Regions from separate parts of the Oryctolagus cuniculus genome. Here regions 2, 3 and 4 are each linked to region 1. A link is a contact called in public Hi-C and Micro-C data. All regions are on one chromosome and are shown on one strand. The core of a region is the stretch at or near the end of the contact, and the rest is flanking DNA. Distances in the headings are between cores, read along the strand shown. Region 1 overlaps THADA (THADA armadillo repeat containing). Region 2 has its middle 14 kb from the start of TRNAI-UAU. Region 3 has its middle 130 kb from the start of TRNAI-UAU. Region 4 overlaps LOC127488773 (a long non-coding RNA gene).

Region 1 (4,846 bases), core at 1,202-3,701:
GAGCTATCACTAGTGCCTCTTAGGGTCTGTATTAGCAGGTATCTGGGATCAGGATCCAGAGCTGGAATCAAACCTAGACTCTCCAATTTGAGCAATTTAACCAGCATGCTAACTGGTTGATTAAATGCATGCCCCAATAAAGGGTTTTAAAACTTGGTTTTGGTAATTATTTGATCTTAGGAATGAATTTGTCAGGTTCCTCCCTCACCCCCATTTTATCTGAAAAGCAGAAGAGAGAGGCAGAGATCTTCAAACTGCTGGTTCACTCCCCAAATGCCCTAACAGACAGAGTTGGATCCATCCAAAACCAGGAGCCTGGGAATCAGTCTCCAATGTGGGTCACAGGGACCTAACTATTTGAACCATCATGTGCTGCCTCCCAGGGTGCACATTAGCTGCAAGCTGGATGTGAAGCAGAGTAGTTGGGACTCAAACCAGACACTTGATATGGGTGTGGGTGTTCCAAGCAGTAACTTAGCTGATGCACCAAACACCTGCCCCTCTTTGGCTTTTACCAGAAAAAGAAGTTGTTTTAACAAAAGCCTTTTGCTGGTTCAAGTCCTGGCTGCTCACTTCTGATCCACCTCTCTGCTAAGGCCTGGGAAAGCAATGGAAGATGGCCCAAGTCCTTGGGCCCCTGCACTTGCGTGGGAGACCCAGAAGAAGCTTCTGGCTTCTGGCTTTGGATCAGTGCAGCTCCGGCCGTTGCAGCCATCTGGGGAGTGAACCAGCAGATGGAAGATCTCTCTCTCTCTGCCTCTCCTTTTCTTTCTGTGTAACTCTGACTTTCAAATAAATAAATAAATCTTTAAAAAAACAAAACAGAACAAAAGGCTTTGAGTGCTAAAACCCACTATTACAAGTCAGATGATGTAAGAGGAATGATGTATGCTGAACCTGGGTTGGGCAGCAGTCTCTCCTAGTGGTGTGGTTCATTGTCTGCTGTGTGAGTTCTTAAAGTCAGGAGGCCTTTTAAAGGAACCACACCTTATTACTCAGCAAAATGTGACCTGCCTGGTTGTACCATGCTTCTAGATTTTGCATTCTTACAGCTTGTTTTGGCATTATTTTTGAGTTTCTGCAGTGCTGTAAAAAGTCAGCAGTCATTTAAGGTAATTTATTACATGTTCTACATTCTCCACTAGATGGGGATATTGCTTTATAAAAAGTTCTTGTGATTTTTTAATTATACAAAGTAGCATAGATATATGCTTAATGTAATAGCTTCAAAAAACACAGAGATAAATATACAGTTCTTTTTCATTTCCTCCCCAATCCCATTTCTTTTCTCTCTTTTTTGAGATTGATTTATTTATTTGAAAGAGTTAGAGAGAGAGATACAGGATTACACTATAAATGTCATTTGTTAACTTGCCTTTTTAACTTAGTTTGAAAAAATTTAGCAGTTTGTCTTTTTTTTTTTTTTTAACAGTCAGATTTAGACAGTGTGAGAGAGAGAGACAGAGAAAGAGGTCTTCCATCTGCTGGTTCACTCCCCAGGTGGCCAGAACGGCTAGAGCTGAGCAGATCTGAAGCCAGGAGCTAGGAGCTTCCTCAGGGTCTCCCATGCGGGTGCAGGGTCCCAGGCACTTGGGCCATCTTCCACTGCTTTCCCAGGCCATGGCAGAGAGCTGGATCAGAAGAGGAGCAGCTGGGACCAGAACTGGTGCCCATATGGGATGCCGGCGCTTCAGGCCAAGGCTTTAACCACAGTGCCGCTCCCTCTCCCCCTTTTTAAACATGAATACTAAAATACTCTTAATACTAGAATAAGAGAGTACATAGGGGTAATTATAGTTTATTGACAAGGGGTTTTAATTTTGTTTTGAAAGAAAATTATTGTTTTCTTTGATCTTAAAATTTCTATCCTGAGAGTGGTTGTTTAGTTCATAGTTAAGGCACCTACCTCTCACACTTGGGGAACCTGAGTTTGACAAGCAGCTCTAGTTTTTGACTCCAGCATTCTGCTGATGAAACCATGGGAGCAGAGATGATGGCTCAAGTAAATGGATTCCTGCTTCCCATGTGGGAAACCTGGATTAAGTTCCTGGCCTGTGGATTCAACCCTTGCTATTGCAGACATTTGGAGAATGATCTAGCACACGGGTACTCTCTCCCTCTTTGCCTTTCAATTAAATGAATAAAACCAAAAACGAAGTGTTAAGAAAGGAGTCATTAAAAAAAAGTTCTGCACCTTTACTGCTATAGTAGTTATCCTCAGCAAAATAAATTAGAAAAATTTTTATTATAGTCATCCATGTAATACTTTGTGAGTGATAGAAAGGCAAAGAGAGTTTATTTTATTAATTTCCAAAAATTACAGAGAGGCAGAGGCAGATAGCAGGGTCTTCCATTTGCTGGCTTACTCCCCAGATGGTGGCAATGGCTGGAGCCACCCTGATCTGAAGCCAGGAGCTTCCTCTGGGTCTTCCACACAGGTGTGGGAGCCCAAGGACTTGGGCCACCTTCCACTGCCTTCGCAAGCCACAGCAGAGAGCCGGATTGGAAGTGGAGCAGCCAGGACTCAAACAGGCGCCCATATGGGATGCTGGCACTGCAGACTACACCACAGTGCCAACCCCTAGATAAAGGTTTTAAAACAATATTGTATTTTATTTTTAAATTTATTTTTAAATAATTAAAAAGATAGTGTGATTCCTCCTCTTAGCCTGTACTCATCAATTGTTGCCTTATTTCTCCTGAATAAATTTAACATGTGACAATCTGTTTGTTCAAGCAGGTTATTCTTGGGGAAATTATGAATAAGCTTGTTCTAAGAAAACTGGGGTGAGTAATCAAGAGTGTCTAGTGTTGCAATAGGTTATTATTATTATTATTATTATTATTTTAAGGTAAAGAAGTAAAAACATGTGATGTAACTGCTCAGATGGTCCTGGTATGTTGTTGGAGAAGTATGAAGGAAGTTGCTTTACTTTTAGGCACTCTGTGCCAATTTCTGCCCATACAGTCTGCGCCAGAATCTTCTGATGGATTATTAACAGTGGAGCAGGTAAGGTAGATGTTTGCTCAGCTACACAAAATTTCTGGTCAAAGCATGAATCATAACCTTTTATTTATAATGCATCTTTATAAATAAAGAGTTTGAATTTTTCTTGAATAGAATCTTGCAGAGATCTTAGATTTCTAGATTATAGATGTTACAGATACCAGTTGAAGAAAGTTCATGATAATTTATTATACTAGACTTTGTAATACATTTTAAAACTATGGTATTTTAAGAAACATTTTTATTTAAGTAACTGTAGATTTTACCTTAAACTGCAGTACTATCATTTAAATTTTTATTTCTCCATTTAACATATATTTTAACTTAAATTTTAGCTGAAATTTTCTATGTAGTAAAACTCCACAAATCACTTACATTTTGCAAAGGAGTAACAAGTAACATACTGGTTGATTATGGATCTCATGTTTCCCACTATATTGATGATAAAGTTGTAGTCACTTTGGTGTTTTTGGCTGACTTTTATTTTAAGACCACAAAGTTGGTTCACCATCTGGGACTGTTCAACTGACTTGAGTGCAGTGTTTACAAGAAATTAGCTTACCACAAGCATTTCATTTGGAAATATTTTAGATTTATTAGATTTCTGTTTTTAATTGATTCCCTCTTCCTTTCCATATGGTTTCAACAAATCCATTTCCCACAGTTTTCCAGCAAAAGATATGTAACATGTACTTTCGTTTTTAACCTTTTTCAAATAAAGATAATTTTTTCCCTAGGGTGTTAGAACATTCAAGAACAAAACAAATATTGTAGTATGCTAATACTGATTACTTCTATAATAACCACATGACTGGTTGCATGGAAATAATGCTAATATTTTTATTCTCACACTCTGTGGCTCATGTGCTTCCATCTGGTTAGCAGCTGGGCTTGTGATGTTGCAAGAGCCTGAGATGGAGAAAGGCACAGGCAGCAGTGCACTGTGGGCATCATTGTGTTCTTTTCCAAATCTGATAGGCATTAGTGGCCAGAGCGTTGCTCAGAGTCATTGCTGGTGACTGGCCGGAGTGCTGGTGCCAGCATCTTTGCCAAGGAGTCCAGCCGTGATCAGTGATTGCTTACTGATGGTCGCCATCTTGCTACGAAGTAAACATGTGCTCGTGCCCCTGGACTTCTCACCTTCTCTCCCCAAGGACAAATTAAAATCTCTTGATTTTTGGGTTTGCTGGGTAGTGTTTAAAAACAAATTAAGGGAAACATGTTTTACTTTTACTGTAACCGAGAAAGACTTGAGAGCTTTATCTGAAAATCATTTTGCTTTGACATCTTTTACGTAGTCCCCAAATCTTATGAATTTATGTGGAGTAGCTGTGTTAAAATTAGAAATCAGTGTCAGATCAAAGGTGCATTTGTAAAAATACAAAAAACTAAACAGTAACAAAAAACTTATAAACCATAGGATGCTTCTGGTGACTGCTTGAGTATGAAGTAGAGTCTTGATCGTTTTTCTTTAAAACATCTTTCCCACTGTGATGGAATTGTCAGTGTTCTACGGCACCGTTGTATGGCAGCTTCACATACGTAGGTGAATAAAGAAATGAATGACTGAATGAAGAATCAAAGTATATGATTGCCGTGTTCTGACACTGAAACTCTGCTCTCTGTGGAAAACTTTGTTCCTGATCTTGCCGACTTTAACTAAAGGAATGCCTTGGTTTTGGAGGATGTAGTCAATGAATATCCAAAGTCAGCAAGAAATTAGTGTTATTTACAGTTTCAAAAGGGTGTCTACTTTTAAACATAAGATTTTATGCCACAAAATTCCTTTAAATTAAAAATACTCCCATGTATTTATTTCCTTTTTTTTAAGAATTAAAA
Region 2 (5,442 bases), core at 1,365-3,864, 640 kb after region 1:
GGCCAGGAGGAGGGACCGAGCTGGGGCTGAGCCCCACAGCAGAGCCGCCCCAACACACACACACACACACACACACACACAGGGGCGGCCAGGCCCCCGCTGCGGCCCACACACAGCCTGTAGACGCCGGGCCAGGGCGGCGGCAGGCAGCCGGGAACATGCCACAGCAGCCCTGCTTTCTGTCTGCAGCCTCGAAGGGCGTGTGCATCGGAAGCACTGGGGACTTGGGGCTGAGAGGGAGCGGGCAGGAGGCGGCCCGGCCGCACCCACGAGGAGGTCAGCGTGGAGGGGCCGATGTGAAGCGCCGGTCTCCACCCCAGGCCAGCCAGCAGAGCTCCGAGGGCATGGCCTGCGGTGGCCTGGCAGGTTTTGACCCCCAAACCTTTCCATGTTGCACAATTGCAACCCTGAGATTCTGGGGGAAGCCGTCCTTGGGGGACCCGAGGACGCGGGAACCTGTGCCCAGAAAGCCGCGGCCTTCGGGAGCCTGGGCATGTCAGTCATCTCTCCTCTGCCGGTGAGCTGTCACGCTCACGCCAGGGCTGCAGTGGCGGGATGGACGCTTTGCAACACCAGTGGGGGAGGACTCCGCCCCAGGCAGCCAGCAGCTCCGGGAGCCAGTGCCCAGGCCCTGAGCCCTTGAGGAGTCTGGCCCCGGTGTCCAGCCCAAGTTCCAGGAGAAGGTACAGCCGGGGTGGAGGACGCCCTCTCATCTGGTGGCTCCCCCCCTCTAGGCGTCCTGGGCCAGGGGAGCGTCTGTCAGTCACAGGGCTCCCCAGTCCCCGGCTCTGGAAACAACTTCGGGCCCTGGATCTCTGCCCTTGGACTTGCCAGTGCTGGGAGCCAACTATTCCCATTTTTGCTCAAGCCTGTGTGAAATGGTCTTCTGTCACTTGCAGCCCAAAATGTCCCAGCTATTACATCAGTCTAAAAACTATGAGATACTGTGTGCTTCAAACCCCACAGTCAAGTCAGAGCCAGAGAATGGTCTTCCAAGGGCCAGAATCCCACAGTTTCCTGGGAGACAAACACAAGAGACCTCTGCCCAGGGCGGCTGGAAACAGCACTGCCCTTAGCGTAGGCAAGAGAGGCCGCTGCTTGGCCCTACACTTGGGAGGGTCAGCGGTACGCACCTGCACACGCACGCATGCGCACAGACACACGCTTGAAAGGCCAGCCGCGCTCGGTTCCAGCGCAGCGCACGCTCTCGCCCTAGCCATCAGCCCTTGTGGTGGACACCGTGGAGGCCTTGATTCCGAAAGAGGCTGCATCTGCGGGCCATGGGAGCCTGTGGTGATGCGGCTGCCCACGTCTGCGATGGCCCCTACTCCGGGTGCAGGAGAGACATTCGGAGGACGCTCTGAGGTCGGGCGGAGACTGATGGGATTCTTCCTCTCCCACAGCAAGGCCGACAGCAGCAGTGCACTGTGGAGCAAGCCTTGGCTCCCTCCTATGTGTGGTTCCAGGGGTACTCACAGATTAGCACAGCATTTGCCACAGTTGCACATGGTAGCTGAGGAGTATTTCCCGGCATGAATAATTCATACTTCTCCTCCATCTGCATGCATGTATGTCAAGATGTGGCATGCATGAAGCGTGACACTGATTCTTTACACTGGCAGCGGACAGACATGGAACAATGCTGCAACTCTCAGCTTTTTGTACAAATATTTAAGAGTTCATGAAACTTTCAAGACAAATTAAAAACTCAATTTAAATATTTTACTTAAATTTTTGCCTTAAGTACAATTTATCAGGTACATATTATATTTGTCTTTTAATTTTAATAATCATTTTGAAGGTTGTTAGAAAAATCACTTTAAAAAATGTATATGACTAATAATGTTAAGAGGCAGGAGTTTGGCATAGTATGCATCCCATATCAGAGTGCCTGCGTCCACATCTCAGCTCCACTCAGATTCCGGCTTCCTGCTGATGTACACCCTGGGAGGCAGCAGGTGACAGACCAAGTGCTTGGGCCCCTGCAGCCACATGGGAGATCTGGAAGAAGTTCCTGGCTCCTGGCTTCAGCCTGGTCCAGCCCCAGCCATTTCAGTCATTTGGGGGAATGAACTAGCAAATGGAGGATCTCTCTCTCTCTCTCTCTCTCTCTCTCTCTCTCTCTCTCTGTAACTCTGCCTTTTAAGTAAGTGAATGTCTTGAAAGAGAAAGAAAGAAAGAAAGAAAAATATAGCTTGCTTTGTAAGTTAAATATTTAATGCGCAGTCCTAGGTGTCTGGGCCTCCACTTAGGTTCTTCTCCGGGCAGGGATATCATTGCAATTCATAGAGGAGGAATCTGACCAAGACAGAGGCCAGAGGACTGCAGTAACCAGAGAGATGTATGGGACTTGCAGGGCCAGAAGGAATGCATAGGCAACCTGAAAAGACCGGCGAGGGGCGTGGGGCCGGGCTGGGGGACTAGAAGCCCAGTGGCCCGGTCTGCAGAGCCAGCCCCGCCCCCCCCCCCCAGCCACGTCTGACGGCCTGGGCCGGCCTAGGACCTGGTGAGGGGACACGGCAGGGGTGGACCCATGCCCAGAGCCATCCCGCAGCCCGGCTGCTGCTGGAGAACACCAGACCTGCAGCCAGGGCCTGGTGCCGACAGCCGGGGGTCTGCACGTGGCCCCGGGGCGGGCCTGGCCAGGAGCGCAGCTGCCTCAGTGTTTCAGCTAAGCCACAGCCAACGTCCTGGGGTCTGGATCAAGACTTAGTGAGCCACAGAGAGCAGGGAACTGTGACTTTGGATGTCTACGTTTCGGGTTGGTCCTCGATTTCCCTAACTTGTGATTTAGGAAGCTGCGTTGTCCCCCTCGGAGCCCATTCTGTGACACAGGGAACACTGGGCTCAGAGTGGGAGTGGGATCGCAGGCCTACCTGCCCCACCCCCCACCCCAGTGCAGAGACTTGGTTTTCTGCACTATAAGATGGGAGGAGCTGGGCCAGAGAACCTCAAAGTCCCCAGCACAGCCTGGGATCAGACTTCCTTCCCTAATCCTCTGCCTACGGCGCCAGCACACCGGGTTCTAGTCCTGGTGGGGGCGCCAGTTCTGTCCCGGTTGCTCCTCTTCCAGTCCAGCTCTCTGCTGTGGCCAGGGAGTGCAGTGGAGGATGGCCCAAGTGCTCGGGCCCTGCACCCGCATGGGAGACCGGGAGGAAGCACCTGGCTCCTGGCTTCGGATCAGCTCAGCACGCCGGCCGTAGCAGCCATTTGGGGGGTGAACCAACAGAAAAGGAAGACCTTTCTCTCTGTCTCTGTCTCTCTAACTCTGCCTGTCAAAAAAATAAAAATAAATAAATAAATAAATAAATAGAATTCCTTCCCCAGCCCCACCCATGCCTGGCTCCAGATCCAAGCCCACATCCGGCCCAGCGTGTACTCAGCTGGGGGCCAGAGAACACCAAGGAGCCTGCAGGCCAAGGCTTGGCCGAGCCTCCGTGCCCTCTCCTTTGTGCTGAAATCCCACCCCCCCACAGCTGGGGGACACCTGGCTCTGGGCAGAAGGGGAGAAACAAGCGCTGGAGTGGGGGACGCACAGAGAATGAAGACACACCCGGGCCAGGCGGCACGCGGCACTCTCAGCCGACGATGGCGTAGGGAGGGCCCGGGGCCTCCAGATCCTCACACCAAGCCAACACTTGATTTGTCCACCAGAGGTGAAGACAGGACTGGCCTCCTCCCCAAATGCCCTGAAAGTGCTCAGGCTGTGGACCCAGGAACTGCTACGAAGGGCGCACCATCGGTGCCGTGGGAAAGCCCATCGCCAAGACAAGACCCCGCACACCAGGCCTGTGCGTCTGAAGCTGGAAGGTTCCAGGAGGTCCCGAGCCTCTGGTCCAGCACACAGGTGGCTGTCCACACCCTTGTAAGTCAGAAGTTTCTTCACTCCTGTGTGCAGGTCTGTGACAGAGCCCACGCGTGGATCTCACAGTGTCACGTGTGCCACGAGCAAGATGGCAGAACAGCTGCTGGCTACTGCCCAGCTTCGAGGTCAACGGCCTTGGCTTGAACTCCAAGTTTACCAGTTACTAGGCTTGTGACCTTGAGTTGACCCCTGTCAGAGGACAAAATTACAACATAAAGCCCTTAATTGGCTTTATATTGCATTCTGGAGTCAAGCTACACTTCATTCCATAAAACAGAATCAATGACCCAGGGAACCAAGCAGAGGAGGTTGGTTTTTATATTCAGAAAACGGCTGAAGAAAACAGAACAAAAATGCAAAAGACAGATCTGTCATTGCAAAGTGCCCTTCCTTGCAAGGTGAGGACACGGAGACGGAACAATAGGAAAATACTTGTTTGGTTAGTAACAGGTTTCTCCAAGTTACTTCTTTTCTACAAGGATTAAGGGAGAGGGAACTTAATGATCAAGCCAGCTGAAACCAGCCTGTGTGGGACATGTGGCTGTTAGCTGTGTACTCCCTACTTCGTGGAAAGTCAGATCTGCAGCCTAGCTTCCATCCAGTGGCTGTGGAGGTTGAGGGCTCTCACCAGGAAACCCAAGGACACCACAACGGGGATCCCAGTTCTTCCTCCTGCCTGAGGCCCCACAGCTGCCCTTGTCAGCGCACACACCCCAGCGCCACCAGGCCAGGAAAAACTGGGGGGGAGGGGTGCTGAGAACCGAGCACTTTTATCTGAGAGAAATTAAATGCACTTAGCACCACAGCCGGGCTGTCAGGCCATGATGCTTAAGTCACATTGAACATTTCACTGTTTTCCTCACTGATCACACGGGCAGGGGATAGGCCAGGTTCGTTATAGACTAATACAGAAGGAAACCACTTCTGCTCCGCACAGAGGGATTACAGGGGAGTTACACGTTCAACCCTGGGAGTAGGCATTCAGCCTAGGGATTAAGATGCCCACCTAGGCCGGTGCCTCGGCTCAATAGGCTAATCCTCCACCTTGCGGCGCCGGCACACCGGGTTCTAGTCCTGGTCAGGGCGCCGGATTCTGTCCCGGTTGCCGCTCTTCCAGGCCAGCCCTCTGCTGTGGCCCAGGAGTGCAGTGGAGGATGGCCCAGGTGCTTGGGCCCTGCACCCCATGGGAGACCAGGAAAAGCACCTGGCTCCTGGCTTCAGATCAGCGTGGTGCACCGGAGGCAGTGCGCCGGCCACAGCAGCCATTGGAGGGTGAACCAACGGCAAAGGAAGACCTTTCTCTCTGTCTCTCTCACTGTCCACTCTGCCTGTCAAAAAAAAAAAAAAAAAAAAGATGCCCGCCTGGGTTAGATCCCCACCACAGCTCCCAACTCCAGCTTCCTGCCAAGGCAGACCCCGGGAGACGGTGCCGGCCAGGTAATTGGGTTCCTGCCACCCATGCGGGAGACCTGGATTGAGTTCTCCCAACTGCAGTCTAGCCAGGCCCCAGGCTGGAATTTCTGGGGAGTGAATCAGCACACGGGACAGTCTCTAATAGATTTTTTTTTAGTTGCAAT
Region 3 (5,461 bases), core at 2,473-4,972, 530 kb after region 1:
GGGGCGGCTGGGCCGGAGTGAATAGCTGCTTTCTTCTCTCAGCCTTCCCCCACCTCCGGGCCGTCACTGATTAACCCTCTGGGCCAGATAACCCCTCCATGGGAGAAGAAAAATGTGTGCTTATGCTGGGTCATAAAACATCAATATTGACTTCTCACAGGTGAAGGCAGAGGGGCAGGTGGGGGAGCTGGGGAGGCTGGCGTGACACCCAACTAGTTGCCTGCACCCCGGGGCCTGGGGTGGGGTATCGTCCCCCATGGAGAGCCTTGGGCCTTGGGTGTGGGTGCAGGAAGAAGACAGGCAGGCACCCTCTGGGCCAAGGGACCCCCTCCCTGCCTGGGACTCCGCATCCCCTGCGGTGGGGGCCCTCTCCCCATGCTGCACCCGTCTGCCCTGACCCCAGCAGGTAACAGAACTGAACAGATCACCATCTTCTGCCCTGCTCTTTCCCCACTCTGGCACGTGGACCAGTGACACGACTTGTGCCTCAGTGTCCTCATCTGTAAAGTGGCCACGGGCTACCAAGGGCCGTCAGAGGAGATCATCATGCGGAGCCCAGCACCTCCAAGGCCCTGCCTGTCTCTCTCTCCTTACTCCTCCTCCTGCCACATGCGTTGCGGCCTTCATGACAGGACTCTGGGATGGACAATGCCACAGTCACTTGGGGCCAGGGGCAGAGGTGGTCAGGCCAGGGCTGGGGTCTCCCCTGGCCCAGAATGCATCCCCCCGCGGCTCCCTCTGGCCTGGCACTTTCTATCCAGGGGCCCAAGGAGGAGTCTGTGGCAGTGGGCTGCTTGGTTTGGGGGGGGTGGCCAACATCAAGTTACGGCTCCCCAGAGACCCCCACACCTGCATGCCAAGGTCTTTGTCTCTGTCTCCTTTCTCAAAGGGGATCAGTGTTTCTCCTGCCCAGGGCTGTCCTCTTAGGGTCAGTATGAGGATGGCCAGCCACTCCGGCTGGATTCTTCCTACCACTCACTGATCGCAGGCTTGGGGAGTGGTGCTGGGGTGCTGCCTCTGGGCCTCCTTGATCCATACCCAAGCCTGTGGCCTCCACTCCCCAGGGTCTCTTCTTCCTCCCCCTCCCCAGGTGAGTCCCACCTGCTGTTGCAGGAGGCCAAGGCCCCAGCCCCAGGGCCCTCCATCCAGCCCTGTCCCTGGACACCTGGTCAATGATTAACACTGAGCAAACGGGAGCCGGGCCTCCCAGCAGAGTCAGGGCCACACAAAGGCCCTCCTGTCTGGCTGAGCTGCCATCTTGGTGGGGGGTTACTGGCCACTCAGTCAAATCCAGTGACAAACACCCCAGCTCCAGCAGGGAGTAGGCACGGCCAGGCCGGGAGAATGGGCTGGGGTTTGCTCACCTGCCAGTTCTCAAGTCCCAGCTTCGTGCTTGTGAGCAAGCCCAGGACAGAGGCCGGTGGGCTGGGGGGGGGGGGGGGGCCCTCGGCGGGGCTGGCTGCACAACCCTGGCTTGTGGGGTGGGGGGATGGGGACCTGCCCCTAAGAAGAGCTCTTAGCCCCTCCTTGCCTCTAGCCCCTCCTTCCAAAACTGTTGAGTGTCTTCTCTGTGCCAGGTTCTCACTGACCCCTCCCTCCCCAACCCCCACCCCTCTGCTGCTTCCCAGTGACTTTCCTTGCAATGTCCCCATGGTCTTGGAAACCCTTCCCCTCTCTCCATCTGTGTCTCCCTCCTCCTGGAAGGCCTTCCTCCTCCAAGAAGTCTTCCTTGAGCTCATCCTCATCCCATCCTCCTGGTGCCTCCCATGCTGCCCCTCATCTCATGTCCCTGGAAGCCCCCCAGGCCCCTTGGCACTGTTTGCTATAGGTTTGTCAGCAAGGCCACTGCAGCCACACATCAGGCAAGGAGTGATTTTCTCTCCAAACCTCGGCAGACAACGTCTACATCAGTCAGAAAATTCCAGACGCACAGCAGGCTGCCCAAGCTGCTGCCATCGCCCCCTTCTTCCCCTGCCTAGGCCTCACCAGCACGTTTCTGGCTGTACCCATGATCCAGCCTGGCGTGCAGTCCCCACTGCCTGCCGGCCCTGGCTCCCTGCCAGGGTGCACTCGCAGGGCTGAGCTCCCTGTGCCTGGCTGTTCTTGGCCTCCTCTTGCAGACACACTCTCCCCTCTTCCCTCGATTTCTGTTTCCGCCCTGCCAGCCCCTTAGCACCCACCTGGCCCTGCCCAGCTATGCTTCGAAACAAGAGCCTGCTTTGGACATGCAGCCTCCACACTGCCTCGGAGTCCACGTTCCAGAAAGGGCACCTTAGCCAGACTGAGGATGACGAGTTGGCTTTCTAAAAGTTATTTATTTGAAAGGTAGAGAGCATGAGAGAGAGAGAAAGAGAGAGAGAAAGGATCTTATGTCTGCTAGTTGACTCTCCAAATGGCAGCAACACCCAGGTTTGGGCCAGGTTGAAGCCAAGAGCCAGAAGCCTCACCCTGGTCCTCCATACAGGTGGCAAGGATCCAAGGACTTGAGCCATCATCCTCTGCTTTCCAGGAGCATTAGCAGGAAGCTGGATCAGAAGCGGAGCATCTGGGACTTGAACCAGTTCTCCAACATGGGATGCTGGCATTGCAAGCAACTGCTTAACCCACTGCACCACCACACTGGCCCTAAGTTGGCTTTTTATTTAAGGTTGAGATTGAACCAGGATGTAGGGGTCCATGGTACCCCCTTCCCTCTCCCAGCAGAGGAGAGGAAAGGGGGGCTGACAGAGTCCCAGCTGGGCCCAGGGATGTGGGCATCTCTGTGCTTAGCAGTCTCAGTCCACCCTGCTATCTCCTAAGTGTCCTCATTTTACCAAGCCAACCACACGGATCGAGTCTAAAGCCCATGGCAGTGCTCCTCCTAAGGAATCCAGCACTGGGGAAAAGGGCAGAGTGGCGGGCCTCCCTGGGCTGGGCACACGGCCTCTCTGGACCAGCCACACATACCCCCTCCTGCCCTCTGCTCTCCTCTGCTGGAAGCCCTTCTGCCCCCAATACCCACCCTGGACACTGAGGGTCCTTCTAGAAGGTTCCCTGTATAACCCCCGCCTTCAGCCTTCACCCTCCCCTTCTGAGGGTCCTTCTACCACAAGCACCCTCTGCCCTCCCTGCAGCCCACCCAGCACGTGGAGTACCAGGCAGCGCCAGCTGACACAGATCCACCCTCAGGTTTTCTGCAGATGAGAGACTGCCAGGTGCGGGGTCTGCAGCAGCGTCTCACTGTTCTGAGAGCTGCTGTCCTTTGTCACTCATCAGCAAAGCCCCCTTGGCCCTTAGCAAGCATTCCTAACGGCCTCCTGGACACCCCTGAGCCCTGCCCCCCGCCCAGTGCCACCTCATTGCCAAGCCCGAGCTCTCATCTTGGGGGTGATGCCTCCAGGGGAGCCAGCTCACCAGGCCCGCTCCCAGGAGTGGAAAGGGGAGCACCTCAAGGGAACCGGGAACGGAGGGCGAGGCCGCTAGATCTGGGATGAGGACTGCAGGTGAGCACAGGTAGAACAGGGCAGGCAGGCCCAAGGGGCATGGCCAGGGGGCAGCAAGTACCCTCCCCAGCTGCTCCCTGCCTTCCCCCCCTCCCAGCCATTAGAGGCTGGCTCAGGCCTCTGAATCTAATCCCAGCAGGATGGCGCCACCTGCTGTGGGGAGGCAGCAGCACAGCTTGTCCTTTTTGGGGGACTGAGGGCTGGGCGTGGCAGGAACTCCCAGGGCAGGGAGCCCAGCCTGGTTTGGGAGCAGAGGCTGCAGACTGCAGCAGGTCTGCCATCAGCCTTCCCGACGCCAGGCCGGTGAGCTGCGCGGCCAGGCTGCTCTTTCCTCCTCGTCTTGCAGGGCCCCCGAGGGAGCCTGGAACCCTGCCCAGCTCTCTCCTCTCTGCTGGAGCTCTCCTGGCCTGCAGCCCCCAGCCCAGCCCCTCTCTTCGCGCCATCCTGTGGTGCATCCTCCCACCAGCTCTGCACAGGGCCTGCCATCCTCCGCAGGTGTGCAAGTCCTCCCTAGAACCAGCAGCAGGGGTGGGGAAGTGAGGGCACAGGAGGGGCCTGGGTTGGCTGGGGCGGGCGGGGCCTGGCCACGGGGGGTGGAGGGAACTCTCAGAGCAGGGCACTGGGCTCCATGGGACTGAGGCGGCCTATTTGTGTCCGATGAGCTGGGGTGGGCTCAGGCCTTGCTCCTGCTGGTGGGTCGTTGGCCCCAGGTGCCACGGGGTTGCCTGTGCCTGTGGAGCCCTCTGCGGGCTGCTCTGCCCTTCCTGTCCCTGGCACGGCCCTCACCAGACCAGCCTCCCTTGCCCGGGGACCTTCTACACCACAGAGCCCGTCCTGCATGCCTCCGCTTAAATTCCTGTACAATCGCCTTGGTTCTCTGGAAGAAATCCAAGCCACCCCGCCCACTGGCACAGCCACACCCCCAGGGCTTCCAGCCACACCGCCCCGCACTTGCCCATGTGTGCCTGTTCCCGCCGCCCCGCTTCCGCCCTGTGCCAGCTCTGCCTGGAGCCTCGTCACACCCCCGGGCTTGCACAGGCACCGATTCTCAGCCCAGGCGCCTTCCTTGCTAAGCTCACTTCTCCTGCCCGTGGAGAAACAGCTCAGAACTCACCTCCTGACCACCCCCAACGCTCGCCTAGCAAAGTGTGCTTTCCACACATACATGGGCCCTGGCTTCGCTCTGCTACTGCACCTGTCACACAACACAGGTGTCCCCTCCGTGCCGGTGTCCTCCCCACTGGACTGTGAGCTCACCGAGGACAGGGAGCTGGCTTGGTCTCTGTGGCCCTTGCACCTGGCAGGCAGGCAGGAAAGAGGGAATGATGGCAGCCCTGGTCCCGCCCTGCCCCTCCCTCTCTGAGCCCTATCCCTCACTTGCCTACCCTCTTTCTGGCCTTAACTCTCCATCCCCCAGGGCGCCTTACTCAGCCTCCCCTCTGGGAGCCCCACGCAGCCTCCCTCTGGGCTCAGTGTCCCCTGCTCACTCCATACACCGCTGATGCCCAGGTGGACAGGAGCCCAGCCCTCACCTGGCCGGGGTCCCAGACGCAGTCTAGCTTTGCAGGCCTCCTTCTGCACAGAAGAGCTGCCACTGGCTTTGCTTGGACCTCAGACGACTTGCTTTGTGGTAGGGACATTGGCCCACAACCCCATCAACCCGGGGGCGTGGAGCATACGGGGAGGTGTGATCCCCAGGGCTAGGTCATTGTCAAAAACAAGGAGGAGTGTCTGCCCTGCTGCTTCAGGTGACTCCCTCTGGAAGAAGCCACCCACTGTGCTGCGAGACACCCGTGGAGAAATCCGCGGGGCGAGCATGGCCTGGCGTGGGCCCTCCGGCCCCAGTTGAGCCTTCAGTTGACTGCAGACCCGGCCAACAAGAGTTCCAGGGCCACAGCCACCCTGCCAGGTCGTGCACAAACTCCTGCCTCCCAGGAAGAGTGTTCATGGGTTGTTTTCAGCTTGTGAGTGGTGGAGTT
Region 4 (5,478 bases), core at 2,222-4,721, 550 kb after region 1:
CACCGCGGGAAGTCGCTCTGCCCTTTGTCGCCTCCTCCCTCTACCCCTCTACCCTCTACCCCTCCCTTGCGCCCAGATTCCTGCAGCGGCTCCCTGCTCCTCTCCAGGTTCCCTGGGCCCTAGGCCACCCCCTCCCAGACCCAGTCACACCCCCTCAGCCACTCGCTGAGACAGCACAGCCTTCCACGCTAGGACACCCCAGGCAGACCCGGGGTCTCTCTAGGTCTCATCTGTGCTGGGGATCAGGCCAGCCCTCGCAGAGCCTCTGACACAGCCTGTGTGTCTTCGTGGGAGTGACAAAAACCTGGATTAACAGGTTAACATTCCTGATCATCAGGAATGTTACTGAGGCTCTCAAGTGGGCTTTGGAACCCCAAGATGCTGGTGTACCCTAAATTCATCTGAATTCTCCCCATCTTCCTCTTTTGGTCTTTTAGCCACAACTCCCAACATCACAACTTCTTAAGGCTTCCTCCAGAGTCCGGAGGATCAGGATGTAGGGTGATGGCCAAAGTTGGAAGCTGGAGCATTTAGCCCATATCCCGTACTAGAGTGATCTGTGTCCTGGCTGCTCTGCTTCCAATCCAGCTTCCTGCTAATGTGCACAGCAGAGGCGTCAGAGGATGGCTCACTCCTGCGGGAAACTTGCATGGAGCTCCTGGCTCCTGATTTCAGCCTGGCCCTGCCCTGTGTTGAGGGCATTTGGGAAGTGAACCAGTGGATGCAAATCTCCCTCTGTGTCAGGCACTGTTTCTCTACCTTCCAAATAAACCGTAAATAAATAACTTTTTCTGAAGTCTGTTTTTTTTCAAAGAAGGTAGTTTTTTGTTTTTTTTTTTTTTTCCTCAGAGATGAAAAACCAGGACCGGTGCTGTGGTGTGGAGGGTTAAGCTGCTGCCTGCAGTGCCGGCGTCCCATATGGGCGCCAGTTCGAGTCCCAGCTGCTCCACTTCTATCCAGCTCCCTGCTGTGGCCTGGGAAAGCAGCAGAGGACGGCCTAAGTCTGTGGGTCCCTGCACCCACATGGGAGACCCAGAAGAAGCTCTGGCCCTGGCTTCGATCTGGGCCAGCTCCGGCCATTGTGGCCGGATTCCAATGGATAGAAGGGTAGATTCTCTCTCTCTCTCTCTCTCTCTCTCTCTCTCTCTCTCTCTCTCTCGTGTGTGTGTGTGTGTGTGTGTGTGTGTGTGTCTCCCTCTCTCTTTGTAATTCTGCCTTTCAAATAAACAAATAAAAAAAGAGAAGCCTGCTCAGAAGCTTTCCCCGGCCCACTCCCACGAGCCAGCAAATGCAGCTCCTTCTGTGAGCCGGTCCCGCACAGCCTGGGGCGAGGGGACGCCCCGTTTCCACATCGCTTGTTCCTCTGCGGAGTGGGAGCAGCGGTAGTCACCCGGAGGCTTACGGCCTGAGCTCGCCCAGGCTGGCCCTCCCAAGTGTGCGAGCCTCGGGCCCCGGGGCCCCCTGATTGGCTGGGGGAAGGACGTCAGAGACTCACTTACCACCTGCTCTGCGGGGCGGGAGGAGCCCTTCCTGCCTCTGAGACATTGAGCACCGAGGATCGAGGATGGAGGGCCCAAAGCAGTGGCGCACAGAGTGATTGATGTCGTTTGTCTTGGTGAAGAATGACTGTCAGGAACGGTGGGAGTCCCCAAACCCCACCGAACTGACTCACTGCATCCCAGAGGCTTTCCAAGACGAAACCCCCGTTGAGCGCAAATGAACACTTCTTTACCCAGAGCTGATCCGATCTCCCCGTCTGGGGGCTTCCCAGAGCCCTATAACTTCCCTTCATGGATCTGTGGTGCAGACCGCCGCGGATTAGATCACACCACAGAAGTCAGGATGCAAGAAGCGTGGCCCACCTGGGCCCCAGGCAGCCTGGGCCTGAGATGCACAGCTCTCAGAGGCCTAGGACCACCAGGGCCCCGCCATCTTTGCCTTGAATGGGGTCAGACAGCAGCTGCTTCCAGGCCTGGCCCCAGCCCCTGCCTCCTTGGCAGGGCAAGCTGTCTCAGGCCCCTGAAGGCCACGCACCTCCCCTGCCCCGAGCTGACCTGTTTGCTCACCACCGCCAAACCACAGCGTCTTCCGAACCACAGGGCCAGCCTCGCGGCACCCGTAGCTTCTCCATTTATCTGGAAACACAGACCATAGACGGTTACCTCCCTCCTCGTGATAAGGGCAGCTGGGGGCTCAGGAACCCAAAGCCAAGAAGGAAAAGGGAACGTTTGCCTCCTCTTGTCCGGAGAAGATCACACTGAAACAGTGGGGAGATGGGGCCCAGATTCTCACCAGGCTGCCCCACGGCCTGGCGTTGGCATTGAACTCACCCCCCCCAACGGTTCTGGGGGGCAGGAGACCCTGGGCCTGGTGTCTCATTTGCTCCCCATCCTATTCCAGGTTTTGGGCTCAGAACACAAGCAGTGAGGCTCAATCAACTTATTAATCCTAAGTCTTGGGCTCCAAGAGACCTAAGTTCAAATTGGACCAGGTTTTTATTTATATTTATTTATTTTTAAAGATTTATTTATTTATTTGAAAGGCAGAGTTACAGAGAGAGATGCAGATTCACTCCCCAAATGGCCCAACGGCTGGAGCTGGAGCTGGACTAATCCAGAGCCAGAAGACAGGCGCTTCCTCCAGGTCTCCTGCACAGGTGCAGGGGCCCAAGAAGCTGCACCATCTGCTTTCCCAGGCCATAGCCAGAGAGCTGGATCAGAAGTGGAGCAGCCGGGATTCGAACCGGCATTCATAAAGGATGTCGGCACTGCAAATGGTAGCTTTACCCGCTGCGCCACAGTGGCGGCCCCTACAGGCTTTTCTTTTTTAACAAGACCATTTGTTGGTTCTGCTAAGTGGGGAACAGAGGGCAATGCCGGCTTCAGGCAAGCTCGGGCTGCGGGGGAGGGTGCAGCCTCCCTTCCTCTACAGCTGGGCTCCACTCCGCCAGCAGCGTCTTCCCGGTGTCCTTGGGCAGCGGCTGCAGCACCTCCCAGCTCTCCTGGGCCTCATCACTCATCTCTCTCTCCAGCATCCTGAGCCCGGCTCTTCAGCAAGACTTTCACTGCTTTGTGCTTCGATTCTAGAACCAATTGCTGGGCCAAGAGAACTGGTCACATGAGCACATGGTTAGCATGGAGCCCCTCCTGCACCTGCACCCCGCACTCGCCATGCTCCGAGGCTGCACGGAGGCGCCGAGGAGGCTCTCGCCTGACTCCAGGGCCTCGGTCTTGCCCAGCCTCTGAGCCGTGAGGAATCGATTTCTTCTTGTTGTGAATGACCCAGTCTGTGGTATTCCGTGATAGCATGCAACGGACTGGGCCAGGCACGAAGGCTGGGTGGGGAACGTCGTGGGTGTGTCTTGGTTAGGGTACAAGCTGCTCTCAGGGGCCGCACAGCCCAGATCCACTCCCGCCATGGGGCTCTCCTCCAGGCGGCCCTTTCCGCGACTCCCCCACCTTGAATGCCCCGCAGCCCAGAGCGGATGGGGAGGCGTGGGGGCAGGAGCATGCAGGGCGGTTTTAGGAGCTGGGAGTGGACTTCGTGTCCAGGACGCCTGCCCAGCAGCTCTTGGCCAGCACAGTCCTTGCACACAGTCCCTGCAGGGCGGGCCAGAAATCATGCCTCGTTGAGCCCACAGCCCTGCCCGCTGTGGGGGGGCGGGGCAGTAGGGGGGTCAGAGCGGACCGGAGCTCCAGGCTGCCAGCCTCAGCCTCCATCTCTCTCACGTAGGGCAAAACCCTCCCTCCCCAGCCTCAGTCTCCCCATCTGCCCCATATAACAAAACCCCACTTCACAGCCCCTCACCCCAGCCCTTCTTTCCGCCTTCTGTTTGTCCCAACAGCACCGGTCATCTAACAGACAAAATGCTTTCTCGTTTGTGCAACAGTGAAGGGCCCAGAGAGCACAGCTTTTTGTGTTTAGTTCGCGGCTGAACCCCAGATACCTAGAAAAGGGCTTGGCACTTTGTGAACACTCTCAGTAAGCACTGAGTGAATGAATGAGTGAGCTTTAAACGGCTTCTCGCAAGAGCGGCTTGTCTGCAGTTACAAACAGAGCAACACTGCCATCTGGTGTCAGAAACCTGAATTGCAGGCACAAACTGGTGGTGAGAAAGGCAGTTAGTTCAGGGAAGCCAGGTCGAATCAACTCCATTTTGTTACTTGGGACACCAGGGTCTGACTTGGGATGTCTGAACCAGCCCACAACTGTGTTCTTCTGGTCCACGTGTTCTCCCCTGAAGCTCCCTATGTGACACCCATTGGGTTCTCAGATGCACCGGGCACTCAGCATTTGCTCTGGTGCTGCTAAAACCAGTAACACAGGGAGACCGCAATCTCCAGGAGACAGACCGACAGGAAGAAAGCCTCCCCCCCTACAAAGACCATGAAGGGGAGGCTCTGTGAGGTGCTCCAGTGAGGAGGACCAAGGAGGGGGTGGAGGAGAAGGCAGGGGCAGGAGAGTAGAGCCTGCCTCCAGCTTGACTTGGGTTTGCTTTGGTTTCCTCATCTGTATGAGGATGACATTGGACTAGATGACCTCTGGGCCATAGGCTGAGCCTGACCCTAAAATCCCATAGTGCTTAAGAAGTAGCAGAAGGGTGGCAGTCCATGCGGTTTCTGGAGTTACTGCCTCAAATGCGGGGCACAGAGCTGATGTCCGCATTGGTGCCCCAGTGCCCCAGTGCCATGGGCACCTCTCCAAGAAGACGTGGCTGTTTAGCTTCCGACCCACCCCTGCACAGGCCCAGTCCTGGTGTCCAGGCCCAGTGGGCCCAGTGTTCTCAGCGCCATGGTGACCAGAAGCCACACACACACACACACACACACACACACACACACCATGGTTTGATTTGCTGCTTTCAACAGCCCAGGGGTTGATTCTGGCTGCTCTGTGGTTCCCTTTGGCCCCTGACGTCCACACCAGCAAGATTTGCTTGTCCAGCACCCGCTTCAGGTTGCCTGCTGGGGGTGGGGGGTGAAGGGAGTGGCCCTTGGTGGATTTCTGTCCCCGCGTCCAGCGCCCTGGCTGTCAGCAGCAGGAGCAGCCTTGCCAGCAGATCTCTCCCTCTGGGCTCCTCGGCTCCAGCTCAGTGCAGCCCAGGTATGTGGAGCTCCTTCCAGGGTCATGCGAGGTTTACAAGGTAGGTGGGCTTCTGACCCCAAAGGGCCACCCGCAAGAGGGGGATGGGACCGACCCAGAATAGCGGACAAGCTGGGCATGTGTGAGCAACCTCAGAGGTTCAGACTGAAGGGCGAGTTGATAGGAAGCCTTCCTGGAGGAGGTGGCATTCCTGTGCTCCCTAAATCTCCCCAGGCTGGGGATGCAGGCAGAGGTGCTCAGAGTCCCTGGGGCCTTGGGAGCAAACACTGCGTCCCAGCTCCTCTTGGCACCCAGGGTGGGGGAGTGAGAGCTGAGAGCCACCCCCTTGACCTGGATGTCATTGAGATGTGCGTCTGGCCAGCTCGCGACACGGGA

Evidence for each region. Hi-C and Micro-C count contacts between places; a contact is called where the count stands out from the background.
Region 2: a Micro-C map of ear pinna shows a contact between it and region 1, with 7 times the contacts expected there. The contact joins two enhancer-like sites. A contact is called at or near these places in 2 of 6 Hi-C or Micro-C datasets (ear pinna and an unstated tissue).
Region 3: a Hi-C map of an unstated tissue shows a contact between it and region 1, with 2.9 times the contacts expected there. The contact joins two enhancer-like sites.
Region 4: a contact with region 1 is called in a Micro-C map of ear pinna, with 8 times the contacts expected there. The contact joins two enhancer-like sites. A contact is called at or near these places in 3 of 6 Hi-C or Micro-C datasets (ear pinna, psoas muscle and an unstated tissue).

Annotation. Positions count from the first base shown.
Region 1 is chr2:159,181,945-159,186,790 of mOryCun1.1, forward strand. It overlaps THADA (THADA armadillo repeat containing), which reads left to right. Exons shown (of 38, transcript XM_051842959.2): 21 at 2,853-3,010. Among named protein-coding and RNA genes, the nearest start is that of THADA, 57 kb to the left of the region's middle. Within about 2 kb of position 2,452, at least 1 of the 8 cell types and tissues checked has an H3K27ac peak or open chromatin away from gene starts, as enhancers often do. A contact at or near this core is called in ear pinna, where this site is marked.
Region 2 is chr2:159,824,892-159,830,333 of mOryCun1.1, forward strand. No RefSeq gene overlaps it. Among named protein-coding and RNA genes, the nearest start is that of TRNAI-UAU, 14 kb to the right of the region's middle. Within about 2 kb of position 2,615, at least 1 of the 8 cell types and tissues checked has an H3K27ac peak or open chromatin away from gene starts, as enhancers often do. A contact at or near this core is called in ear pinna, where this site is marked.
Region 3 is chr2:159,708,694-159,714,154 of mOryCun1.1, forward strand. No RefSeq gene overlaps it. Among named protein-coding and RNA genes, the nearest start is that of TRNAI-UAU, 130 kb to the right of the region's middle. Within about 2 kb of position 3,723, at least 2 of the 8 cell types and tissues checked have an H3K27ac peak or open chromatin away from gene starts, as enhancers often do.
Region 4 is chr2:159,729,245-159,734,722 of mOryCun1.1, forward strand. LOC127488773 (a long non-coding RNA gene) reads left to right here. Exons shown (of 2, transcript XR_007916626.2): 2 at 1-788. Among named protein-coding and RNA genes, the nearest start is that of TRNAI-UAU, 110 kb to the right of the region's middle. Within about 2 kb of position 3,472, at least 1 of the 8 cell types and tissues checked has an H3K27ac peak or open chromatin away from gene starts, as enhancers often do. A contact at or near this core is called in ear pinna, where this site is marked.